Regions from separate parts of the Mus musculus genome. Here all the other regions are linked to region 5. A link is a contact called in public Hi-C, HiChIP or PLAC-seq and promoter capture Hi-C data. All regions are on one chromosome and are shown on one strand. Each heading gives the region's core, a stretch centred on a gene start, on an enhancer-like site or on the middle of the called end of the contact. The rest is flanking DNA. Distances are from core to core; before and after follow the strand shown. Region 1 holds the start of Gba2 (glucosidase beta 2). Region 2 holds the start of Npr2 (natriuretic peptide receptor 2). Region 3 holds the start of Spaar (small regulatory polypeptide of amino acid response). Region 4 holds the start of Fancg (Fanconi anemia, complementation group G). Region 5 holds the start of Atp8b5 (ATPase, class I, type 8B, member 5).

Region 1 (2,700 bases), core at 52-2,551, 310 kb before region 5:
GCTACCTTCCCTTCCACCACTGATGTGTTGGTGACCATGTCATACAAGAACAACTTAACTTTACCCTGGGGTGACAATAACTTCCCCTCCCTCCATGACAAACACACACTCTCTCTCTCTCTCTCTCTCTCTCTCTCTAACCTCGGTGTGGCAGAAAGACAGTCTGGCTGTCAGGCTGGACGTCCGGCTGACTAGAGTCAGGGGGTGGCAGTGCTACTCGACTCTCGCTGGCATGGAACTGGCAGTGGATCTGGGCACTGGCCCAGGCCAGAGCCTCACTGTGGAAAAGGGAAACGAAGGTATGGGAACCTAGTTCTTGACTTCACCAATACTTTCTCTAGAAAACTGTCTGACCAAGATCACCAAGGTTAGATGACTATCTTAGTGACCAGGGAATCCAGAACCCCTGAAATAAAACCATTACACAACAACATCAAGTACATTGAACTCAAAAAGGAGTGATACCGGGAGGAGGAGCAAAGGAGAGTAAGGGGTCCTGCCATCCACATATTTGTTTAAAAGCCCTTCATTACAATGAGCAAGAAGGTGGTGATTGATGCTAGTGTAGTTACTGAACAACCAAAGCTCTAATTAGAACGAGCGATACCAGGCTTCCTCCCGGAAGGGCCACCACCTCCAATACCAGCATCCCCACCTGGATGCAGAAGTGGCGGTCGGGGGAAGGGGATTAGTGACAGTCACCACACATTCCAGAGCCTCCCCCGCCAGAAACACAGGACCTCTGCTCAGCTCAGCTACCACTTCGATCATGGCAGCTCCGGAACCAAATCTAGAAGGAAACAGAGTGCCAGAAGTCAGTACGGGGAAATGAAGGAAGGAGTGTTTAAGACCTAGGCTTAAGTCTAGACCTGAGTCCGAGGGGGGCAAGAAGTGGGTTGTTTTTTTTTTTTTTTTCAAGTTTCAGTGAGGGTGGGAAGCACTGGGGTTTAAGGAGCTGGTGGGGTGGCGGAAACTGACTCCGAACTGCCTGCGGGAGGGCGTCGCTTTAGCTCCAGACCTCCTTGCGCCCAGGGTTAGGCCCCTTGCGCCGCCTCCCAGGCCTGCCTCTGTCCCCGCTTCCCTCGAGGCTCCACGTCCTAGCCCAGGACATCGCCGCGCGTCTCCAAACTCAGATTCTTACGCATGGAGGTCCTCACCTACCCGCCCCTGCGAGACCGGCTCGGAGCTCGGTGGCATCCGCGGAGTCTGTCGCGCGGCAGAGGCGGGACTTCCTTTGTCACATTTCAGGGTTGAGGCGCCCCTTCCGGTCCGACTTGCGGGGTGCTTCCGGCCGGAAAGGGATCCGGTGGTCCCGGGTCTGCGGGTCACCTTCCCAGCGGTGGCACCTGAGCGTGGGCGCGGGGGATCCTGGCTGCAGGGACCCGGTACCCAGCCCTGGAGCCGCTGGAGCCGCAGCCCGGGGCGGGGCCGAAGGTCGCCGGGAGCTCCTGGGCGGGTCCCAGAGGCGGTGCTTTGCGGGCAGGTACCGCGGCACCGCCCCCGTCCGTGGAGCTGGTCGGCCCTCGGCCGGGCGTGCTAATCACCGCGGCCCAATGACAACAAGGCCCAACCCTTCCCGCCTAGGATCTAGAGACGCGACCCAGGGAGAGGCCGTGGCGACTTTGTTGCTGTAGCCGCTGCTGCAGCAGCAGGAGCTCTCTGACTTTACCCAGATACCAACGTCCCACGGCTTTCCCCAGCATCGGGCCCTCCCGGACTGCACCTAACTGCAACTGGCATCAGCGTTTTGAAACGTCAGAAACCTGTCAGAGGGAACCGAGGCCACCGGGGTCGTGAGGACCCAGGATCCAGTGAACATGGTAACCTGCGTCCCGGCCTCAGAGCAGGTCGGCTGTGCCGAAAGAGATTCCCAAGTTTATTGTGAAGATACTGGCGGCACTGAGGCTGTGCGGGTTACAGACTGCGGGAGCCCCGAGGATAGTGGACCCCAGGATGAACCAAGCTACTGCAATTCAGAGGACTCTGGGCAGCTGATGGCCTCCTACGAGGGTAAAGCTAGGGGCTACCAGGTGCCTCCTTTTGGCTGGCGGATCTGCTTGGCTCACGAGTTTGCAGAGAAGAGGAGACCTTTTCAAGCTAACAACATCTCTCTCAGTAATTTGGTAAAGCACCTCGGTATGGGCTTGAGGTGAGTGGATTCCGTTGCCTAGAACGCCGTGGTTCCTATGATCCCATTCAGGCTCCCTGCCTAGGTTGGAAAGGTGGGCAAGCTGCTGGGCTCCTAGTTCTATTCCAGCCAGGTATACCATATCCCCTGCATTCTTTAGCCCTGCAGTTTTTGAGGGTGGAACTGAAGAACATTTTGTTTTTCCTTCATCCCTCTTTTCCTAGCATCTTGTCTTCTCGGAGCATTTAGTCCTGAAGTCAGTCTTTCCTATTTAACTGCTGGTCCCCCTTCCCCCCACCCCCACCCCCACCATGCACTTCCTCTTTCCCAGGCGTCCCTTTGAGATTAGCTATAATTTGTAACACGGTAGGAGAACGCCAGTCTCTGCTGTGCTTGATACAGTGTTTTATTTTTTGGAAGAGGAGGTTCTTTAGGCTGCATTACCCTGGCAGCTGACACCTTCTGTGTACCTTATTTAAGCGCATGCTTCTTCAGTCCCAGAATTCTTATGTCTCTATCCTCAAGCTCTGATTCCTGGAATAGTTGATCTTGGCTGTTGTCAACCCTAAAGA
Region 2 (2,700 bases), core at 30-2,529, 360 kb before region 5:
TGCTCACAATTTTTGTGTGAGCCTTACCTGCTTTCCCAATCAAACCTGAACCCATAGAGTCATCTCTATGCTACCAAGAGGCTTTGTGTTCCAATCTAAGGGGTCTCTGCTCACAGACAGGTGCACATTTCAGATCAGACATCACCCACATCCACTACTCAAACCCCAGCCCCAGGCTCAGCCTTGCTGACCTCTGACTGATGCCAGGTTCTCTCAGGAGCTCTGTCCTCAAAAGTTCCTCCATCCCAACCATCACATAGAACTCTCCCCTTCCTATCTCTGCCTATTTCTCTGTGTTGCACTGCTCCAGGGACATAGCGGCCCACCTCCCCTGTTTCTAAAACAGCCCGGGCCACACTTACTGCGCCCGTTGGCTCTGATGAAGTGGGTGGCTTGCTCAGGGCCACCTGGCTCTCGGGCATACACCTGGTGCTGCACACTGAGGTTGCTGCCCTGCAGGGCCTCAAAGACGCCCTCGATGGTGAAGTAGTGGGGCCGGTCATCTGTGCGAGCATCCAGATACAGCAAAGCAGCCCGAGCTGTCCAATTGAAGTGCCCGTGCAATGTCACTACAAACTCACCCAGCTTGGGCGCAGAGGGGCCAGTGCGAACCAGGGTACGATAATGCTCATTCTTAGCTGCAAAGCCAGAGGCCACTGCCCCCGCAGTCAGGAGGGGAAGGCGCCAGTGTGAGGCAAAGCGAGCCACAGAGGCAGCGGGGTACACACAACCGGGGCCCAACAGAAGGTCGGGGTCATGGTACAGCTTGAGGTCCACAGCGCGCAGTGGTGCCAGGTACTCAGAGCAGGCGCCGTCTAGTTCGGAGCTGACAAACCGCAGGTCCACGGGCAGTGCCCGGCCCAGTGCCTCCACAGCCAGTGCCACAGCAGGACCCACCCGTGGCCAGGCCCAGGCATAGCTCAGGTTGTGTTCTGGCAGCACCACCGCCAGCGTCAGGTTCCGTGCCCCCGGAGGACGCACCCCACCTGCCAGGGCTGCCACCACCAGCAGCAGGGATGGCAGTGCCATGGGGATAGAGCAGCTGACCCACGGTCCCCCGAACCAGGGGCCGCTCTGGCCTACTGGGCAGGCACAAGCGCCACCCAGCCTGGAGCCTGGGGAAGAGGGCCAGGAAGAGAAGTGGGGGCAAGCTTAGTCGGCCCGGATACAGAAAGTGCTGGGGACCACGCAAGAAGAGGATGGGGGGAAACCTGGGTCGGGAAGGAGTGGGCTACCAGCCCACAGCCAGGTCCAGGGACTAAGGATAGGGTGGCAGAAGGAAGAAGAGACCAAGGGGGCCTGCGACCGGGATGAGGACAGTGAGAGGTGAAGTAGCCTGACAATTCCAAGCCGAGAAGGGAGGAATCTGAGCCTGGGATGGGGTAGGGACTTGGGGGAGGCTGGCACAAAGAAACGGCCCGGGGACACCTCACAGCTGATCGGGCCGGGAGAGCAAAGAGCTGCGAGAAGCCAGAGCCCCGGGCTGAGGTGGGAGGGCGCCCGCCGCGGAAGGACTGGGACATGGGCAGGCAGGGAGCGAAGCGAGGCCTGGGCCAGAGGGGAGGGAAAGGCAGGGGTGACTCTCCCAGTGACGGCTTCTCCCGAAGCTCCTGCCTGGACTAACGGGCCCGGGCGCTGGTCCCATCCGGAGCTGCGGCGGCCCCGCCCGTGTCCCCCGCTCCTCTCCGCTCCGCTTCTCCCGGGCCCGGCGGCCTGCGCTGCCCGCCGCTGCCTCCCGCCCCCCGCCTGGGCCCCCGCGCGCGCCGCTCGCTCGTCCAGGTCAGGTCGCCTCGGCCCGGCGCGTCTCCGCTCGCTGCGCCCGCGGCGGCGGCCGAGTGTGACTTCCCCGGCAGGCCGCCCGACCCCGCCCCTCCCCCTCCCCTCCCCGCCCGGCCCCACCCTCCGGCTGCTGCTGCCACCCCCACCCCTGCCTGGCGCCCAGGGACCTCCCAGTCCCCAAACCACCCGGTGAGCGCCCCAGGGGCTCAGCACCCCGGGCCTCTAGGCCAGCGAGGTTCATGGGCGTCCCCATACTGTAAGGGCCTTCCTCTGCTTCCCCCAAGCCCCTTGTGCACAGGACTGCTCCCATCTCACTCATGCCTGCCTTCTTCCCTTGACACCCCACTTTTCTTAGAGTCCATTCACTCAATCAGATTTCCGCAGATGCTCCAGTCTCCAGGAAACTGTCAGAAATCCCCAATCACTGGGTATCCATTTATTCCTGGGTAGGGAAAACTCTACCCATCTCCTCAACGCCAGAGTGCTTTTCCTCAGGCAGGAGGAAGTCAGACCCTCATGGCACCAAAGGACTCCATTCTTCTCGGATCTTTATGGAGTCCACGAGTCCTCCTCTTCCTGGGGACTCAACTCTCCACTCTGTTTCTGTCTCCACGGTCGTTCTGCTCTTATGCCTATTGGATCCATCAGCCATCTGTTCCCAGGGCCTTGTCCTTTTGTCTTCCTGAGCCACACTTGGTGGGAGCTTATGGACTGACTAAGCCTAACAGGCCTCAGCAATTAAAGTTCATTGTACCCCCACCTAGGGATCCACCTCACTCCTAAAATTCCAGGCTAGAAAGTTCATCCAGGTACCCCTTATCTGGAGTGCTGACCCCATCTGGAAGAACAGCTTGTGAGAGATGACATCATTGCAAAGGGAACAGCTATGGCACCTTGGGGAGTTCTCAAATTATCAAAAAG
Region 3 (2,700 bases), core at 117-2,616, 460 kb before region 5:
TCAGAGGTAACTCACACCTGGTCCTGACACCTCAGCTCCCCAGGGAGAGAGGGAAGAGCGAGCCAGAATGGAGGGAGGCAAGAAGTTTGTGAAACGTAGAAGGATACGGATGGAGAGCTGGGAGGAGTGAGACACCAGACACTGCTTATTGAAGGGGCAGATGGGTCTGACCCACTAGCAGAATAAATGTCGAGGGAATTGCCAACCTCACACAACAGTCCAGAAGTTCTGGGGCCGCGGCAGTGGCCGGGATTGGAGAGCCGGCCCCGTGAAGAGCGACGCCTCCTGGTGAAACGTGGCCACGGTGAAGCTACGTCTGGAGCTGCGCTCTGGGTCTTGGGTGTGTGAGTCATAGCTGAAGTAGCAGAGGATGCAGGTAATGGCCATGGTGATGACAAAAAGCACTGCCACCATCCCAATCACCGCGGTCTCCATGATTTCTGAGTGGCACTTGTCACACCGAACACGGTGGGTGGTCTCTGAGTCTTAGTGTCCCAACAGAAGCTGGGGCTGTTGGCCAGGACAAGCAAGCGGCTTCTCCTATGCCTCCTTCTAAGACTCGGCTCTGAGGCCTTGAACTGTGCCACCGTAGGCCACCAAATCCTTCTGCTGGAGTCAGATGATCTTCGGTCTAGTTTTAACCTCAGGTCAGACCTCCAAGAGCTGTGGTCGGCTCTACTGGCAGCTGCTAAGAAGCACTATCAGGAAAGCTGTAAGCAAATGAGTCCCTCGACATGGAAGGGGCAAGGGAAGGAGGAGCAGAGATGTTGCTAAGACGGAAGCCAGGCCCACGAGCAACGCCTCAGGACTTCAAGAGTTACTGATTAAAAAAAAAAAAATCTAGTGACTATACAAAATTCCTCTCGCCTAGCAGGACCCAGGAAGAGTCTGAATCCTCCCTGGGAAGGACCCAGGGTCAGCAATTGGCCTCTCTGCTGCCTTCCCAGGCTGTGCACCTAGGCTGGGAGGCAGGGGTGGAGAAAGATACCAGCAAGTGGAGGTGGAGTGGGGGGCGGGGCAGCGCACACAGGGGCTTGCAGGAAGGGAGATAGGAGAGTAAGAGTCGGCTGTACTTGACCTCATTTTCTGTGCAGGGTTGGGAAGTGTGGTGTATATTCGGAAGGACCTCCTCCAACCCCTTCATTGCATCACAGGGTTCTTTTGCATCATATGCCCCACCCCCATTTGCTGCCGACCGGGGCCCACTACTCACATGGGGTGCTGTGAAGGCTTACCTTGGACTCCAATAGTGCCATGTATCCTGACTGTATCTGGAGCTGGTGACCCCCTGTCTGGTGACCACCCCAGGTGGCCATGCTTCTCCCTCCCAAGCCTGCAGTGTTTTTGTTGGTGCTGCCTGGAATTTGGCTCGGGGATGCTAGAGCAGCTGTGAGTACTTCCTGAATCTCTTCCTCCAATTGTGATTGGGGGCCTATGACCCACAGCCACCACCTTCCCGGCTACAGCACTTAACCCGCCCCACACACTTGCGGACTCATTAACTGACCCTTGAGAGTATCAGGGAAGGGAGCCCGGCCCGAGCCCACTCACACCCAGTTCCTCTTGAGACTATCCCACATTGAGCGAGGAGTGTATTATCAGCCTGAAGAAATAGTACTTCTGGGTACTGAACATAGCCAGGCACTGTCTCTCTCATAAACATTGGTCCCACAGCCCTGTGCAGTAATAGGTCCTCAATTTTACAGGGACATACATGATGGTCTCAGAGCAGATATGCCTGACCAGATCTGCTTCTAGTGAGTCACAGGGATGGCACCCAATGGCAAAACAGCCGTTCCCTGTCTCCACCCCAACTCGCTCTTCCTGGGACCATACAATCGAGTGATTTCCCTGATTCTGCCGTTTGTCTGACCAGGACCCCCTGGCCCCCAGAAGAGAGAGAGAGAGAGAGAGAGAGAGAGAGAGAGAGAATGAGAGAGAGAGAATGAGAGAGAGAGCTGTGCCCAAGGTCATGCAGCCAGAAACTTTCCCAGTTTCTCCAAGGTCCAAGAGAACTTCAGTAGCAGTATGGGCAAACAGCCCACTCACAGGACAGGAGAGTAAACAATATACTGCCCTGTTCTACCACAGCCCCTCTTCTAAGATGCTCTGACAATCAGGGCTCATCCTCCACAAGGGTACTGTAGGGTAGCTCGTTGAATCCCCAACATCGCCTGGTGGGGTTGGGAGCTGGGCCCTAGAGACTGTTGCAACCTTTTATCTTGCTTCTCCTTTGCCTGTTCTTCTAGCGTGCTGGGGAGAACAGGCCAGCATTTTCAACAGGAATGCAGGAAGCTTGTCCGGCCCCGTTTCCTTTTCTGCCTAACCTCTTCCCTCTTTCCCATCTTTGGTGTATCTGTAAAATTCCCGTGAAGCTGCAGTGGGCAGGTCTGCAGCAATGCAGGTGGCTGTAGCTAGAGAGGGACAAGGGTGGAGGGCTGGACTGGGCTAAGCCCGGCAGTGAGGAAAGAGGGATGGGTGTGAAGGACTCCAGAGAGAGAGAGAGATCTGTCCATCAGACCTTTGGTCCACTTTCCCAGTGCAGAAACCCAGTGCAGCTGTCAGTGTGAATTTGCCTCTTCCCTTCCTCACTGGTCACCCCTCGCCTAGTCCTCGCACAGTCCCCTGGGAAACAGAAGGAAAGAGGACATTCTATTCCAGTGAGTCACTGACTTTCTGGCGTTTCCCTCTGCTGCTCTC
Region 4 (2,700 bases), core at 176-2,675, 260 kb after region 5:
AAAAATAAGAATGGTGAACGTTGCCACGTATGGTCGAGGCAGTGTACACCTTTAACTCCAGCACTTGAGAGGCAGAGACAGGCTAATCTCTGTGAGTTTGAGGCCAGCCTGGTGTACAGAGGGTGTTCCAGGGCATCAGGGCTACACAGAGAAAGCCTCTCTGGAAAAGAAAAAGAACACAACAACCACCACCACTGCACCCCCCCCCCCCCGCACCTCCACCCAAAAAAGAAACAACAACAACAACAACAACAACAACAAAACTCTCATTGCCTGCTGGATAAGATGGTGCACACCTGTAATTCTAGCACTTGAGAGGCTCAGGCAGGAGGATCACCATCAGGTGGAGGTTGCAAAGCCAGTACCAGGCCAGCCAGGATTACACAGTGAAACTCTCAAAAATATCATCGGGCTGTACAGACGGCTCGTCTTAAGAGTACTTAGTGCTCGTGCAGGCCCTCAGGCCTGTGTTCAAGGTTGGTTCCCAGTGCCCATGTCAGGTGGCTAAGGACTAAAATTCAAATCCAGGGCATTGGGCATCTCTGCCCATCAGTCCTGCATGCACTCACATGTACCTACCCATAAACAGACGCATAAACGTAATTTTAAAAAACACAAAATAAAAACAAGCCTTCAAAAATGATAACAACAAGGCAAAAGCAAATCTTGTTAAACCTGTGAAAGTGATTTCTTGTTTTCTAAGCTTTTTATTTGGGGCTCTTTTTTTTTTCTTTTTCTAGACAGGGTTTCTCTGTATAGCCCTGACTGTCCAAGAACTCACTTTGTAGACCAGGCTCAGAAATCTGCCTGCCTTTGTCTCCCCAGTGCTGGGATTAAAGGCGTGTGCCACCACGCCCAGCTTTATTTGGGGCTCTTGTATGTCTTTTGTGAAGTGTTTTGAGTTGCTGCTACCATATACATAGTGTCAAGTACTTTTTTTCTCCTTCCTTTCTGCGTAGGAATGTCCGATTCTCCGCGTTTTTTGTTTTTTTGTTTTTCTCAAAGAGAAAGGATGAGATTACCAAGGGCTTCAGTCTCCTGTCCTTAGTTTTCGGGAGACATTTTCTTCCGGGGTTGGGGGGTTGGGTGGGGGTAGGGATGGGTGATGAGGAATCTTTTCTTGGGCGTTCTCCACAGTACTACAACTCCCAGCAAACACCGCGCGGTCCGTCTTCCAGCCACGGAGCGGGGAAACCTGGACTGCCGTTGGTTCTAAGGCAGAGCGCCGCCAGAGACTGGTGCCAAGACCCACTCCTCCTAAACTAGCCTCAACACTCTGACCCCCGCGGAGGCCCTGCAGACCCAGCAGTTCGTCCTTGGCATGTGGCTGGCCTCCTGTCTCCCCGCCTCCTTGTTCCGGGTTTCTTTTCAGTTTCCCGCGGAACCGTCTCTTGAAGACAACCAACCGCGGCCGAGAGTGTTGCAGCTTGGCCAACCACAGGCGCGGTGGGTGGTGGCGGGGACTGAGAGGTGGGTTTCTGGTCAGGGAGAGCAAGCCCGGCTGCGACCCGGGGGGAGTCCGGTGGGGTGCAGAAGTGGCTTCTTGCGGTTAGGGTGAAGACACCGGTGGGACCAGCCTCCACCCATGAAAAGACCCCTTCGGGTAACAGTGATCTACCTCGGCGACAATGTCCAGCCAGGTCATTCCAGCCCTCCCCAAAACATTTTCCAGTAGCCTGGACCTGTGGAGGGAAAAGAACGACCAGCTTGTTAGACAGGCTAAGGTAATGTGGTTGCTGGGACTCTCACCTTGTACCCTCAAGATGTCAGAAAGCGGCTTTGTAATGATCTCACCCTAGTCTAGGGGGAAGGAACAGAGCTTGACCTCCGTCCTTAGAAACAGAAGTGACAGGAATATGTGTCCCTCCCTGTCTCTGTTACAAGGGAGAAAGACTGATCCTTAATGCCTCCCTACATAATTTCAGCAACTCACCAGGGATTCTCGTCCCTCTCTGAGGCGACAGCAATCGGCCCAAGACACACTGGAAGGGCTTAGGGAACTCCTCCTCACTCTACAAGGTAAGAACGACCTTCCAGAAGGTTCAGTTCCCCCCTCAGACCACCCCGCAAATCACCAGCATTCAAAGATGAGCTTCTTTTACGAGGTTCTAGGATTGAGGTGATTTTCCTAGGGCTTATGGAGTCCTGCGTAAAGCCCAGAAGAGACTGGGTGGGATTGTCTTTCAGTAGCTTAATTCCTTCTTCTTTTCACACACACACACACACACACACACACACACACACACACACACACACACACACAGGAACATTTGAAGAGGTGATTTTCAGGAGATTTAGAGAACTTCCTGCTCTTTCCAAAGTTGTCTGAGCAAAAACTGAATTCCTTCTTGAAGCCTTGGTTGGAGTGGGGTTGGTCTCTGGGTTGGAAACCATTTGGGCTGTGTTTCATGGGACAGCCTGTGAGACCAGCATCCTGTCGCTCCAGGACTCCCTGCTGCTGTCCCCGCTCTCCCCTTGGAGCTGACTGTCCTCTGTAATTGTATAATCCTGAGGGCTAGCCTAGTCCAGGCTTTCACTGAAGATCTTACCCAGGATCTTCAAAGGGGCCTCGAAAGAGGTAAGGTCTCCTCTGCTCCTGGTAGTTTCAGTTTGGATTTAGGGATGAGGCTGGGGGGTGAGAGGAACATCTGTCCACGGAGACAGATGTTCTTTTCTAATCCTCTGTATGTTCCTCAGACT
Region 5 (2,700 bases), core at 116-2,615:
TTTCAGGCCAGGCGTGGTGGCACACCCCTTTAGTCCCAGCACTAGGGAGGCAGAGGCAGGCAGATTTCTGAGTTGGCTATACAGAGAAACCCTGTCTAAAAACCAAAAAACAAAAAAAAGTTACTTTTTCAGAACATAGAGGCTCCTGCATAATACTTCTTTATTCACATAGAGAAAATGTATATTTTCAAAGTTCTTTTATGTATATGAGTCCACTTCACCCGTCTGAGTTAGATATGGAAGGAATTACCACTCCAAATAACAATCCAGCAAACTGTTACACTAAAGACCAGACTCGTGAACAGCATGTATCAGAGCTGAGACCCACATTTATATCTTCTGATTCCAGCTTCAATACATCTTTGCCATTTTATGTTGCTTTTTCAGCTTTGTCTTTTTGCTCTTGGGTCTGGAAAGACCATGCAGGGGTCAGTCAAAACATGCTAAAGGGAGTAATTCTATCCTTTAAAAATCCACTAGTTCAGACCTTCTAACCTGAAAATTTTCCTACTTTTCTTTTGTTTAAAACTGTATCAAGGGGCTGGCTGGAGAGAGACTGCTCTCTCAGTGGCATTGGGGTCCCAGCATCCACATGGCAGCTCCTATCTGTCTCTAACTACGGTCCCAAGGGATCTGATGGCCTTCAAGGACACCAAGTACAATTTATACTTGTGATCGTAGCAGCAGGGAGGCAGAGGCAGGAGGATCAGTACAAGTTCTAGGGCAGTCTGGTCTATGCAGTGAGTTTTAAGCCAGTTAGGGCTATCCATCAAGACCCTGTTTCGAAGCAAAGAAAGAATGTCTACCTTGGCAGTTCCTCAGATAGATAGACACCTACTTATTCACATTAGAAAGTTCGTGGTAGAGAGTTTAATTTTTCCTGCCAAGTAGGCATTAAAAGGAAAAGAATGATAGCAAATGCCCAGGAATATTAAGAGTCTTGGGGAAATGAGCAAATTTCCTTAGCTACCAGGGATATGACACAGCTGGGAGACTTAGGGTTAACCTGCTTTACGGAATAAATGGACAAATGTGTGCCCTGTGGGAGCAACCTGGGGGAGGATAAAGACTCTTTGGAAATGTCTGGATAGACATCTCAGGGAGTGCCAGGGAAACCTGTATATCTGAGGAGTACTGACAGAGTTCTCTTGGTGAGTATTACAATAATTCTCAAAGAAGTAGGAGGATGAATAACCACTCGGTAGTTCAAGTAACATAAGGTCTCCAAGCAATGCTGTCAGAAAGAAAACCGTAACTTCTCCTCGGGCGCCCCCTACTTACCGTCGCCTCACAGCCTCCTACTCCAGCAACCTCCATCTTAACGCACCTTTCTGCGCTTGTGCCACAGAACCACAGCTTCCGCCCAGAGCTGGACCCGCCCGCCCACGCGCTGCCGCGAGCTCGTCTCCCGCCACGCCCCTTTCTGCAGATACTGAAGCTGGAAAGTCTGGCTTTGAAGTAGTTGAGTCCTAAATCCCTGAGATGGCCAAGTCCTGAGATGAAATCCTCAGATCCTTCCAGGGGCTAACTGCATGCTAATGAGGGGAGAATAACAAAGGGGCGTGCTGCCCAGAGTTGGTGGGGTCCAGATGGCTTCCCAGAGGTGACAGACTGAAAGGTAGTGTGGAAGGGGTGACTGGAAATTAACAAGAATGGACACAAGAATGTAAAATGGCACTGAGGGCAAATTCAGCTGCGGAATTGTGTGTATGGGTATGTGTGATGGGTATGTGGAGGGCACTCCTGGAGGGGTTTAAGTTTTAGCTTAGAAGCCACTGTGACCACTGAGTAGCTTTTTTTTTTTAAATTAGATTTTCTTCATTTACATTTCAAATGATATCCCCTAAGTCCCCAATACCAACCCCACCCCCTTGCCCTGCTCCCCAACCCACCCACACCCCCTTCCTGGCCCTGGCATTCCCCTGTACTGGGGCATATAATCTTCGCAAGACCAAGTGGCTTTTAACTGAAGAGGAAAGAGGACGGACCCAGAGAGATGGCTTAGTGGTTAAAAGCACTTGTTCTTGCAGAGAACATCCATATGGTGTTTCACAACCATCCACAACTCCAGTGCCAGGATCAGATGCCTTCTTTTGACCTCTGTGGGTACCAGGCACCCAGGTGGTGCATGCATACATGCAGGCAAAACACTCACATAAATGTAAATAAAACTTTAAAGTACTTTTTAAAAAGAGAGAGGGAGCAGGAACAAAGGCTGGGGTTTATCAGTGATGCAGAGGAGGGGAAATAAAAAATACTACGAGGAACTAGGAGTTAGAGTTCCTGATAGGCAAATATATGAGAGGGGCCATGACTAAGTAATAAAGACTGTGAACTTCCAAGATGCCTGGCTGCTTCTTCACCCTCTTGACCTGAGACAAAGGTCTGGAAATAAATAATAATAATAATAATAATAATAATAATAATAATAATAATAATAATAATATTGTCTTGTGGGATTTTTTTTTACCTCCTCCTGTCAGTGGAGCCCCTGCTGATGGAGTGCCTCAGCAAGCTCAAGGCCAGATCAGGACATATTTACACAACAGTTATGGGCCAACCAACCCCAAATTAGGAGAGGAAGCCCCTTCACACTTTACAAGTTCCTAGCCATCAAGAAGCTGGACTTCTGCTTTGCAGGAGGGTCTTTCTCTGTGTCCCTGCTGAATGGGAATATTTTCTCACTTTTAATAAAAAGCT

What was found. Promoter capture Hi-C pulls out the DNA fragments that hold promoters and counts their contacts. Hi-C and Micro-C count contacts between places; a contact is called where the count stands out from the background. HiChIP or PLAC-seq counts read pairs in DNA pulled down with a chosen protein or histone mark. Capture Hi-C pulls out chosen DNA fragments and counts their contacts.
Region 1: a contact with region 5 is called in an H3K4me3 HiChIP or PLAC-seq map of bone marrow-derived macrophages, with 2.5 times the contacts expected there. The contact joins the promoter of Gba2 here to the promoter of Atp8b5 in region 5. A contact is called at or near these places in 1 of 39 promoter capture datasets (frontonasal cranial neural crest), 1 of 484 Hi-C or Micro-C datasets (myeloid progenitors), 3 of 115 datasets of contacts at active chromatin or transcription factors (bone marrow-derived macrophages and embryonic forebrain) and 2 of 9 other capture datasets (liver and pancreatic islet).
Region 2: a promoter capture Hi-C map of the C10 cell line shows a contact between it and region 5. The contact joins the promoter of Npr2 here to the promoter of Atp8b5 in region 5. A contact is called at or near these places in 6 of 39 promoter capture datasets (the C10 cell line, cranial neural crest, frontonasal cranial neural crest and 3 more), 1 of 115 datasets of contacts at active chromatin or transcription factors (double positive thymocytes) and 1 of 9 other capture datasets (pancreatic islet).
Region 3: a promoter capture Hi-C map of liver shows a contact between it and region 5, with 2.4 times the contacts expected there. The contact joins the promoter of Spaar here to the promoter of Atp8b5 in region 5. A contact is called at or near these places in 8 of 39 promoter capture datasets (the C10 cell line, the HPC-7 cell line, cranial neural crest and 4 more) and 2 of 9 other capture datasets (liver and macrophages).
Region 4: a Hi-C map of the G1E-ER4 cell line shows a contact between it and region 5, with 2.2 times the contacts expected there. The contact joins the promoter of Fancg here to the promoter of Atp8b5 in region 5. A contact is called at or near these places in 2 of 39 promoter capture datasets (cranial neural crest and neural stem cells), 2 of 484 Hi-C or Micro-C datasets (the G1E-ER4 cell line and epidermal suprabasal cells), 2 of 115 datasets of contacts at active chromatin or transcription factors (embryonic limb bud and embryonic stem cells) and 2 of 9 other capture datasets (adipose tissue and liver).

The regions. Positions count from the first base shown.
Region 1 is chr4:43,577,465-43,580,164 of GRCm38.p6, reverse strand. Gba2 (glucosidase beta 2) reads left to right here and starts at 1,301. Exons shown (of 17, transcript NM_172692.3): 1 at 1,301-2,149. The coding sequence starts at 1,818. It overlaps Rgp1 (RAB6A GEF compex partner 1), which reads right to left and starts at 1,430. Exons shown (of 9, transcript NM_172866.3): 1 at 1,162-1,430; 2 at 656-790; 3 at 142-278. The coding sequence starts at 771.
Region 2 is chr4:43,630,514-43,633,213 of GRCm38.p6, reverse strand. Npr2 (natriuretic peptide receptor 2) reads right to left here and starts at 1,279. Exons shown (of 22, transcript NM_173788.4): 1 at 363-1,279. The coding sequence starts at 1,029.
Region 3 is chr4:43,728,700-43,731,399 of GRCm38.p6, reverse strand. Spaar (small regulatory polypeptide of amino acid response) reads right to left here and starts at 1,366. Exons shown (of 2, transcript NM_001348108.1): 1 at 1,236-1,366; 2 at 1-820. The coding sequence starts at 435. The coding sequence ends at 208.
Region 4 is chr4:43,009,026-43,011,725 of GRCm38.p6, reverse strand. Fancg (Fanconi anemia, complementation group G) reads left to right here and starts at 1,425. Exons shown (of 14, transcript NM_053081.2): 1 at 1,425-1,724; 2 at 1,926-2,019; 3 at 2,447-2,578. The coding sequence starts at 1,629.
Region 5 is chr4:43,265,824-43,268,523 of GRCm38.p6, reverse strand. It overlaps Atp8b5 (ATPase, class I, type 8B, member 5), which reads right to left and starts at 1,365. Exons shown (of 29, transcript NM_177195.3): 1 at 1,282-1,365.